Regions from separate parts of the Danio rerio genome. Here region 1 is linked to region 2. Evidence: chromatin contacts called from public Micro-C data. All regions are on one chromosome and are shown on one strand. The core of a region is the stretch at or near the end of the contact, and the rest is flanking DNA. Distances in the headings are between cores, read along the strand shown.

Evidence for each region. Hi-C and Micro-C count contacts between places; a contact is called where the count stands out from the background.
Region 1: a Micro-C map of caudal fin shows a contact between it and region 2, with 10 times the contacts expected there. The contact joins the promoter of plxnb1a here to the enhancer-like site in region 2. A contact is called at or near these places in 3 of 18 Hi-C or Micro-C datasets (caudal fin, embryo and an unstated tissue) and 1 of 4 datasets of contacts at active chromatin or transcription factors (caudal fin).

The regions. Positions count from the first base shown.
Region 1 is chr23:10,256,329-10,262,131 of GRCz12tu, forward strand. It overlaps plxnb1a (plexin b1a), which reads right to left and starts at 3,606. Exons shown (of 37, transcript XR_012399007.1): 1 at 3,322-3,606.
Region 2 is chr23:10,101,565-10,107,714 of GRCz12tu, forward strand. It overlaps plxnb1a (plexin b1a), which reads right to left. Exons shown (of 37, transcript XR_012399007.1): 17 at 6,115-6,150; 18 at 4,108-4,287; 19 at 1. Among named protein-coding and RNA genes, the nearest start is that of si:ch211-220i18.4, 44 kb to the left of the region's middle. Within about 2 kb of position 4,202, at least 3 of the 62 cell types and tissues checked have an H3K27ac peak or open chromatin away from gene starts, as enhancers often do.

The sequences.
Region 1 (5,803 bases), core at 2,356-4,855, 150 kb after region 2:
AGGCAGATGGTGAAAAGGCAGGCAGCAGAAAACTTAAAACAAACAAAAAAGACTAGTTTCAAGCACAGCAAGACAAGGCAGGGGAAAACGTGTCGTAATGTTTCACTATACAGATTAGCAAGACCCAATGTGTGTGTTTGTGCTGTTTTTATAGTCCTTGTAATCAGTCTTGGAGCAGCATCAGCTGTGTGAGTCTAACCAATGGAAACTAGGAGCAGGTGTGTGTGTGTGTTGCATGACAGGACCTGTAGTTCATATGAAACAAGACTGTAAAAGTGAACGTGCTCCAGCGATTTATGAAGGTTAGATCTCTGGGTATTGAGACAGATACAATGTGTGATTGTCTGCAAGGACAATACAAGACAGACTAGGTTATCAGTTAGATGTAAATGTTCAGTTAAATTTACAAAATACCAGTGCATATCAGAAAGAGTACCACTTTTAATAATTTTAAAACTGTTCTTAAAATTTGGCTTAGACAAAATCAAATATGCGATCAATGATTTGATTTCATTTTTATTGACAATGATGTATTGTGTTGTACTGTGAGTGAATATTGTATTCTTTTTACAACTTCCTGCTCAGGGACTACAGATGTAAATTAGCTTTATAGCTAACTCTGGCACAACATGTCATGTTGTACATTGTCCCTGTATAAATAAATAAAATGAATAAATAAATATGCAACGTTGAGTCGACTTTGAGTGTGATTTTATATTTACATATACAAAATCATAAAGCATGCACTGTTAATTCAACTTTTATCTTTGCTTTGTTGCATTTATCTATGCTTGTAGTTTGTTTATTACATATTACGCATAATTCACTTTTTACAGAATCATCTCATTCGATTAACTAGCTGTTTATTGGCATGCATGTTACTGAGACATTAGCTGCTTATTAGTATAAAGCACATGTTCTGTATAATCTCTATACATCCCTAATCCCACCCAATACCTAAACTACCTTAATAGCTATTAATAAGGAGCAAATTATGAGTTCATTAAAGCAAAAGTCAAAATGTTTGGCTAAGAGCGAGAACTGAACCTTAAAGTAAAGTGTGACCTAAAAATTCTTTCCAAGTATAACAAAGTATATTGGAAGATATGTTGCAATGTCAGATTTTTCCAATATCGTGCAGCCCTATTATAAAGCTATTTAACTTCTTGAAGGTGAGTAAATTTTCATTTTTGGGTGACGTATCTCTTTAATCTCTGCTTACTGTTATTTAAAGTTCCCGTACACAATCTAAGCTTATTTCATTATGAAGACATTAGAGTCATAACACTTCAACAAACATGAGGTCGCTTTGTGTGTTTTTAGCTGATGCATGAAACATGAACCAGATCACAAATATGTCAAGCTCAGTATATTGTGGTTAAAAAGAAGCTCTGCTGCCAAAATAAAACACAACACAGTCGAAAAATCCACCATGAGGCAACAGATGCTGGGAGGCAGATTGATGACCTTCTAAAATACATGCTCATTAAAAATGCTTGTAATTCACACCTTCCTCTCTGAGCACCATTTAACCAAGCTACAACCATTTTTTATGCTTATAAACTAAGGTCTCCTCCATCTCGCTGGAAACGTGTGAAACAGAATGATAATCGTGGTGTTATTTTGACTTCATACAAACCAAACTGGTATAATTTTGGTCAAAATAAAACATATTGTAAAAAGCAGATCTAACATTTCAGTATGAGAGTATTATCTTTTTGTTTAGTGACCTCCACAGGCCTGGATGTATGCCATTTTACTAACAGCTGGCGGCTGACATGGAACCGGTTTATCTTCTTTTGCTTTATTTGATGCTTTGTCATTTTAAATCTGAAAGACCCAAATTATGTAAACAAATTATTGGTAATAAACCTTACAATGACCTAGCTTTATGTTAAGGTTGCATTAGGTAATCCCAGCATGCACACAACATCATAAGACGTTAACATTAGGTTAGATATAGGTCGTGACGTCAGATGACCAAAATTCAATGTCTAGCCAGCGTCTAAGGACGACGTTATTTTGACGTCCAATAACGACATCAAACGACATTGATATTTGGTTGACTTTAGGTTGACCAAAATACATCTTTAACCAACGTCATATTGACGTCAGATACCGACATTTATTCGTCAGGTATGACAACCAAAACTTAGCACTTGATAGATGTTATAGTGGTGACGTCTACACAACATCAAGCTGTAACATCATTAGATGTTGATATTTGAATGATTTTAAGCATTGGACATTGACGTCGACCTGTCGTTGGGTTCTGATGTTAACCCAATTTTCATTTCTAAACAAAATGCAACATCCCCACAACGTTGGGGTACAAGGTCAATCTGACATCCTATGCCTGCTGGGATGTTAGACTAGTTAATTTATTAACTAACATATTGAACAAGATTTGTACAGCATTTATTAATTATATAGTTAAACATTTACGAACGCATTATTAAAACCCAAAGCTGTGCTTGTTAATATATGCTAATGCACTGTGAGTTAGCAAGAACTAACAATGGTTGACTTTTATACCATTGACCAACATTAACAAAGATTAATAAATACTGTAAAAATGTATGGTTAATTGTTTGTTACCATTAACTAAAAATAACTGATACAACCATTTTGTAAAGTGTTACCCTAATAATTTGGTCAAAATACAGTGTGGTTAATTCAGGAACACCACTCAGAATCACCTGGAACGAAATGTAAAAACTCGTCATATTAGGTGAAATTATGTATTACGTTATGTAATATTAAATACTTTTCTCTCATAATCTTCGTTCGCTTAGAATAAGGAGCATTAAATTTAGCCCCTCCAAACAGACTGAATGCACCTTTGTGTGCAGCTGTTCAGCAAGTTCACTGGGACGATGATGATGGGATCTACAGGTTTTGCAAACACTGAATTATAAGTATTCTGTAATCCAATACATACCGGTATAATTCAAGTTTGATAGTCCAAACAATGTCTTTCCCAACTGCAACCTCAGACACTGAATGAGCTTATCCATCTAAATAAAGCAATTCAATACAACCAGACTATAGACACAATTAACAGACCATTCTTGATTATTTTGAAAATTCTATCACAAGAAAATGTGAACATATAAGTGAAATCCACATTTAGACTAAATATAGACATTGGTTTATATTTTAAATATGTTGCCAACTTCTTTTTGTCTCAGAAATATTTAAATCCGTGTCCACTGTGTTCACAAAACAGAAGTTAACGTCCACATAAATAACAACAAGTCTTTCACCAAACAACTGAAAGTAGAGATGTTTGACAGCAAGAGTGGGCTGTTCTCTCCTTACCTGCATTTAAAGCATTGAAGTCTTCTTTGAAACAAACAAAAAAGCGCGACGCTTCGCTTCTCACAGACTGGCAGTGATTTGAGTCCTGTTAATCCACACGAGCGACGAGACTTTCAGTCCATAAACTTCACCGGGACCGCTCGTGTCCACCCGCAACACACGTGTCTATTTCCAGCCAAAGGATGATTTCTTAAACACTGAAATGATTGAAAGGGGCTCCTGGGTATTTTTAGAGGCGCAAACTCCTGGAAGCCCGTCTCTTGTCTGTCACTGGCGGCCGGGAGTGAGTGTTTCGGTGAGGAATAACGGGAGGTGAGCGTCAGTTCACAGTGGAGTTATTGTCCGCTAGTGCGACCCGGTGGCCGCTCGTGGAAAAGGGCTGGGCTTCAGACATCGCCTACCAAGTCCATACACAAGAGACTCCTCACACACACAAAAACAGCCATGTTTATTCACCCCACCAGTGATTTTCAAAGATTCTTCGCTTTTTAATAATTTAGATGCTGCTTGTCTGTCTGTTTGCTGGAAACCGAAAATAATAAAACACATTTGATTGTTAGTGCCATATAAAAATGTAAACAAAAACATATGCCTTTGTTATAAAATGTATTCACTTGATGGTTTAAGTAAAATATTTATTTTTCTTAAAACTTAATGTTTGTAATTAGTGTTTTGTTTAATAAAATGCATCATTTAATAAAAAGTGCATCATTTGTTTTGTAGCCTGTTTGTTGCTTATAAAACAGAAATTTATTTTGATTGTTCAATTCAATGTTAGATTTCTATTGTTATCATCATTTTAACAACAATGTTCAGTTTGTTTTGTAAAGCAATTTAACCAACATGTTTTGTTTGCTAGTTATATTTTGTTAAACTATTATTTTATAGTAATTTTGTGTTTAAAACATTAGATTTTCTTGTAAAACAAATGGTTGGTAAACAATGTAGTCACATATTAACAGGTTTGTTTGGTGTTTTCTGTGCTAGTTTGTTGTTAGATTATTATTTTATAGTAATTTGTTGTTTAAAAGATTAGTTTGTTTATAAAACAATGTAATAAATGCTTGGTAAACAATGTACCCTCTTTTTATTGGTTTGTTTTGCCTTTCCTTTGCTAGTTATTTGTTGTTAAATTATTATTTTATAATAATTTGGTTTTTAAAAGATTAGTTTGCTAATAAAACAATGTAAAAAAAATACTTGGTAAACAATGTAGCCTCTATAGGTTTGTTTGTTGTGTGTATTTTGTATTTTGGTAGTTAAAATAAAACATTTAAATATTAAATATGTAACCGATATTTGGTTGGTTTGGATCTTTCGATCTGTATTATTTATTTTAGATGCATTTTTATTAGCTCAAGTGTCATTGCCATTTTAAACCTGTGTAAACTAAAAGCCTCGTTCAGCTTCAGCTAATAAAGGAGGTGACAGGGTCAAAGGTCATGTTTGGGCTAACTATCAGTGCAATGATGCGTAAAACTGTGAGGTAATCCAAAAAGCGTGGGAAACAATAAATCAGTTTATTCATTTGTGAAGTACCACAATTACAGCTTATATACAACTATCCATGATTTTAAACATGACTTGTTTTTACCAGTGTGTGTGTGTGTGTGTGTGTGTGTGTGTGTGTGTGTGTGTGTGTGTGTGTTCGCTCCACAGAGCTGTGTTTTGTGTGCACCCACAGATGGAGGGTGTGTTCGGTAGGTGTTTGTTTGAGTGGGTGTGTCTGTCGCTCCGTGCGGTGGGAGTTCACAGTGTGTGTGCCAAAGAAAGAGCTCACAAACACACTGTTGAAAACACACCCAGTGGTGCCACACCTCTCATCCAGCATCACAGGGACGATCGGCCAATCCCGCAGCACCTCACAGTGGGCATCAGTCACACGCAGCCAATCTGCGGGCACCTCCTCCACACCTTCAAAGTAAACCAACATCAAGGCCTCACACTTTTCCACAAACACAGCTTATTTATTTGATCATATCTGAGCCTTTCCATTTGCTTTGAAAGTCACTGTCTGATGGTGCATGTTCGTCACCTTAGATTTATAAGGTTATATCTGACATTTTTGTCAAAATTGAGTATTTATTAAATGACAACTTATTTACATTATGGGATGTTTTTTATAAGTTGTTTACATTTTAAGACTTTTTATTTGAAAAACAAGTGTTACACACATACTGTTTGCTATGGAATGCAAAAACTTTGAAGCTCAATATCTCAAAATCATTCAGAATGCAGATAGACACTTATAATTCCAAGGTGACAATTTGTTGGACAGTTACTGTGCAAACATTAAGAGGTGATATAAAGACCCAAAGCTTAAATTGCAGTTATTTTAACACACACATACACTTGTACTAGATTTATCCAATGTACTGTGCTGACTGTATTTTCTACACCCCATCCCAATCCTACCTCTAAGCCAAACCCTCACTGGAGACAATCTGCTAAAACCTTTATTTCTGTGTGATTGATAAGCTAT
Region 2 (6,150 bases), core at 2,952-5,451:
GCTGACACAAACACACACACACACACACTAATCACTCGTGCTGGACTAACATTAATGCTTTAACCTCTCAAAATGATAGATGAAAGAATAAATATGATTGATTTGCTAAATAGTAAAACTGTCATATATTGTTCTCAAAACATTCTTAAAACAGAAAAGAGTGCATAAATGTATAAGTAAAAACAAAATCCCTTAACCTGGCTAAAAAGACCATTTATAATTATAATATATATACTGTAGTTTGCTAAAAGTGTACAAATATAATAGTAGATACATGGGTGGATTTAGTGATTTGGGGGCCCTAAGCAACTTCAGCCATGAGGCCCCAAGTCCTGAAATGCACCCTTTCTACTTTTATTTGATTTTTATTTATTTAGCTTTTTTTTTATATCACTCAGTCTTCATACTTTAATCTTCTACTTTCTATCTTAATGTAAGCTTTACATTTTAAATAATTAGATGTCTTAAAAGGAATTTGCAACTAATAATAACAATAATATATTTTTTATGAGTTTGATTGCTGGACTGCTCCATGATCGAGGGTGGTGGATATATTTTTCCATAATATTATAATTAATGTAAAACATTATGCTTTTATAATATTATTATATTTTATTGTATATAAATATTTTTACATACATAAACATTTTATTTGTTTAACTTTCATTATAAAAAATATGATAGAAAACTGTTAGTTTATAGGTATAAAATTTATACTTCTAGATATTTATTGGGGGCTCCCAGATGTCCTGGGGCCCTAAGCGGCCGCTTACCTTGCTTATAGGTAAATCTGTCCTTAATTCTATACTGTACATTTTATGGAACAGTATGGTTTATGGTCTAAATATCAATAAATAATACACTAAAAATACTATTAAAATATATATTTTTAATTAAAGATGATTGTTTTAATCATTATAATAATAAAATAATATAATAATAACAGTTTAATAATAGTTACTATTTTAGTAAAAATAATAGTAAATCTCAAAACTACAGACTATGGAATACAGAATAAATATATTTATGTGCTATATACTGAAACAATATTGTGAATGTGACTAGTATATTGTATTGCCCAAATCTACATAACACAACACATTGGGCACCGATTTGACATTTTATGTATTCTATACTGTACATCCTTGACAAATCTTGATTTCTTATTTAAAAAAAACTTAAATACATAATGCAATGAAAATTACACAAACATTTTTTTTATTAAATATGAAAAAAAGTTCTTAGTTGGAGTTGTAAAAATACTTGTGATATGCTCCAGCATTACAATAACTTCCTTTATTAATTATATGTAAATATCTTCCAAAATAACGGAAAAAAATAAAATAAATAAAAGATGAATAAATAAATAAATAAATAAATAAATAAATAAATAAATAAATAAATAAATTAATTAATTAATTAATAATAAATAAATAAATAAATAAATAAATAAATAAATTAATTAATTAATTAATTAATACATTAATTAATTAATTAATATTATTAATAATAATATTAATAATTAATTAATAAATACACATTGTTGAATTGCACACTAAAAGTAATCAGGTACAGTTGAAGTCAGAATTATCAGCCCCCCTAAATTTATTATTTTTTCTTTCTTTTTTTAAATATTTCCAAAATTATGTTTAACAGAGCAAGTAAATTTCCACAGTATGTCTGATAATACTTTTTCTTCTGGAGAAAGTCTTATTTCTTAACAGTTATTTTCACACACGCTCCATTCAATATAAACCTGTTTGCTTCATTTACACACTGCTGTAATCAATCTTAAACATTTGTATCATTTTTAACTGACCAATACCGATATAATCAGGGTTTAAGAGATATTGCAATTAAGTACATGTACATTGTGTATACACCAAACAATGATATACTGATAGCTAAATATTGCCCTATCCTAACAAACCATACAACAATGTATACAGTATCCAATTTATTCAGCTTTCTGGTAATGTAAATATTTCAATATAAAAAAATTCCATTCCCTGTCTCCTGTTTACCAATCTTCCTCACTTTCAAGCTTCCTCTTCCATACCGCAATATTGGCTTATTTATTGAAGATTAATATTTATAGCTCATGTAAAACATATTTCTTAAAGACAACTATTTATTGCTATACTACTGTAAACATGTTTATTGAAGACTAATAATTTATACCTGTTGCTTTCTTTACTGTGGTTCCAGCTGATTGGTGTGTCTACAACTTTGCAGCAGTGTGTGTGCACACCTGATGGCTCTGTTTAACCTTTGGTTTGTGTGTGTTCATTTGAAGGCCTTTGCTTTAAAATTGCAAGGAAATTCCATTATGAAAAATTTCTGTGTCAAAAGCATCCAAGTGTTTAGTGATTTGCATATCACTGTGTGTAATGTTTTGCAAAAAGTGTGAAGCTGACAATGTGCTTACAGTTGTGCAGATCTAGCTCTGTGTTTTGCTCCTTAAGTGTACGGTTTTGCTAATTGTGGGAAAAGTTGAATTTTAGTGTGCTAGCAATCATGAAAAAACTGTCGTTTCAGCAGTTTTTAATTTTTAAACAACATTTTAAGGTCAATATTATTAGCCCCTTTAAGCTATATATTTTTTCAATAGTCTACAGAACAAACCAACAATAATTTCAATAGTTTGCCTAATTTCTCTAACCTGCCTACTTACAGTATTTCTCGATTGCTTGGATGCAGTTGTCAACTGAAACTCCACATTTTCAAAACAGTTAACACACAGGCCTAAACAGCAGCACTCATGGTCAAAATGACACATTTTGCTTGCAAAAGGCACATATCGTGTCAAAACCTTTACAATATGCAACAAAAGCTAGTTTTACCTTCAAACAACACAACTTGCAAACAGGTATATGAGCTCTTTCAATTAATCATTACACAACGGACAACAAAATACAAAATACAGAAGTCAGTGCACCACCATTGCTTGTCATTGTAGCCTATTGCCAATGCCATTTGTTGTCTTTCTATTTGTGCTGTCAAATTTGCCTTTTTGCAAAGAATTGAATCCAGAATAAGAAATGCTTTGATTACATTTATATTGAATTAACGACAATTGAAAACTGAAATACTGTAAAAACAGACAAAAGTAATAAAATACTGTAAATATTAGAGAAAACACATGTAAACCAATATACAGTCAAATTTATTAGGAGTAAAGGACATAGCCACTATTGACCTCCTCCATCCATGCTGGCACAGAACAACACAGACCTTCTACCGTTTTATAAGGTTTGCAGACTGATTGCTTATTGAAGATTTGTGTGAAGGAGTGTCAAACCGGTGCTTCAGTGAATTCATATTGATGTTGGTAGTTTCTAATGGTTAGAAATAGATGGTTTCTGTTTGGTTACCATAACTAAAACAATGGAGTTTGGACTGCTTGAATGACATCTGTGTTAACTGTTTTGAAAAATGGTGGGGAAAATGTGCCAACCCAATGAGAAAGCGTTTACACATTTGCAAGACCAGTCTTTTGCTCTGCTGGGATAGTGAAAATGAAAATGAATTGGAACCTAGTTTCTTTAACCAGGTCAAAGCAAACAAGAAAAACTGTAACCTAATTAACCTAGTTTAGCCTTTAAATGTCACTTTAAGCTTTATAAAAGTGTCTTGAAAAATATCTAGTCAAATATTATTTACTGTCATCATGGCAAAGATAAAATAAATCAGTTATTAGATATGAGTTATTAAAACTATTCTGTTTATAAATTAAGGAAAAAGGAAAAAATAAACAGGGGGCTTAATAATTCTGACCTCAACTGTATTCTCTCATCCCATTTACCAAATGACTCATTTGTAAAGCACAATGTCTCATTAATACACTAATAAGACACAATTGTGACTAAACAAGACACGTTTGCTTTTTGTTGGAATGTACGTTTTTCAGAGATAAATATTTGTAATATTTATATATGATTATTATCGATGTATTGCATATTAAACAACATATCAGCATTATATTTTTCACACCACTGGCAAAGTCTTTGTTTATAATTTGAAAAATAAATCAAAACCTTCTTAAATTCGCTAACAAGCAATTTGTGAAATAATATGTAAAAAAAATGAAGCTAAATAAAGTCTTACCTGATGAAGCTTTTGGAGGGTGCAGCATGGGTAACATTGGGGTCTGGGGTGTAATGATAGTGGGTCTCCTTTAGATGGCGCTCAGCTCTACCAAACCGCACAGTAACGCCGCTCTCTCCAGTCCTGTTGCTGCCTCCGGTCACACATTCAACACGTTCATTGCTAAACTGCTCCGGTAAACTGACAACACACACCATATTACTGTTAATACATACAGTGTTTATTAGTACATATTACTGTTACAGATCATATGAAGAGTTTAGATGCAAAAACCTCCTTTGTTTAGTAAATCCACATTTTTGACAAAAAATACGTTGTTTGCATTGCCTTTGAAGTCAAATAACAGAACATAATCAAAAATGCTTATTTCAGATGATTTCAGACAGCACTTAGAGGTTTTTGCATCTGAACTCTTCATATTAACTGTCATCCAGCTAATCCAGGGGTGGGGAACGTCCAGCCTCCGGGCCATATGCGGCCCGTGACACAATTTGATCTGGCCCATCAGTCAATTCATAATCACCCATCAGGAAAGAATTAAAAATTAAGTGTCTATGACAGAAAGTGACAGTAAATAAAAATATTTTTAAATAAATAAATAAAATTGAAATATAATATAGATATTATATACTAATATTAAATCCATATATCCCAATGCCAGAGTTACAACTGGCGTGAACGTGCAATATGCATAATAATCATGGCTCCAGGCAAAAAAACTAGATGCAGAATGTCACATATTTCTTAAAAATGTTTTTTTTTTTTTTTTTTTTTTTAATCAAAAGCAAGCTGGTGTGCCTAGTCTGTGAGAATGAGCTTGCAGTGATGAAAAAAGTTGTCATTACAACTCAAAGCATGCTAAACTCAAAGAGCTGCAAGGAAAAAAATGCACTTGAATAAAGTTCTACACTTTTTGGTGTAGTTTGGGTGCCTAACAAGCAGCTTTCGCAAAAACAGCATTTTGAAAAAGAGAAAGTTTTGCGTTAAGTGAGCCAATAGCTAAAGAACTCAGACCTCATTCAGAAGAAGAGCTCATGTAAGAGTGTATTATTGCCACTGTAGAGTAGCGATAGAAAAGTAAATAATTTTCAGAGTGTAAGTTTATCTTGAAGAACTGTCTCAGAACAAATAACTGATGTGGAAAACATTAAAACAACACTTATGACACTGGAAAAAATTCCAGTTTTTCTTTCTAGCCTGTGATGAAACAAAGGACATCACGAACACCGCCCAACTAGCCATCATCTGTCCAAACGACAGAGGAATTGCTGTCTTTACAAGCCATGAGCAGCACTACCAAAGGTGAGGATATGTTTGAGCAAGTTGTTTTGGCAATGAACAAATTTGGATTATCGTTTAAAAAGTGGCCTTGCCAAAGTGAAGTAGTTCCAACCATCGCAGTGGAGAGGGTAGTGATATATACAGCATGTTGAATAATGTAGAGTGGACCCTAAATGATTTACAAAAATGTAAATGACCCTTGATAGAAAAAAGGTTCCCTGCCAATGAGCTATTTAATCATACCACATGTTAACACCAGTACACCCTGTGAAACTTAAAGGGACAGTTCACTCTTAAATATGAAAAAAAAATATTCTGTTTATTTGCCTTTAAGTGGTTACAAACCTTAATAAGCTTCTTTCTTCCGTTGAACACAAAAGAAGATATTTTGAAGAATGTTGGAGTCCACTGACAACCATAGTAGCGGAAAAAATAGTACGGAAGTGGATATAGGTTTGCAACATTCTTCAAATTCTCTTCTTTTGTCTTTGCAGAAGAAACAAAAAGGTAAAATGTTCATTTTTGTGTGAACTATCACTTTAAGGAGTAAATGCAGCTTCTGAACTGACATTTTAAAGACACTGCTCACCATTTTCATTTAGTTTTTTTACCAGAAGGATGATGAATTATTTCTGACATAAAGAGCTGAGATGATACCGGTTAATAATGTATGACATCATGATGAAATCCTGAAATTTGATTGGACGAGGCTGCACACACACTTACATGTGACAGGGGACTCCGCCAATCAGGATGCTGATC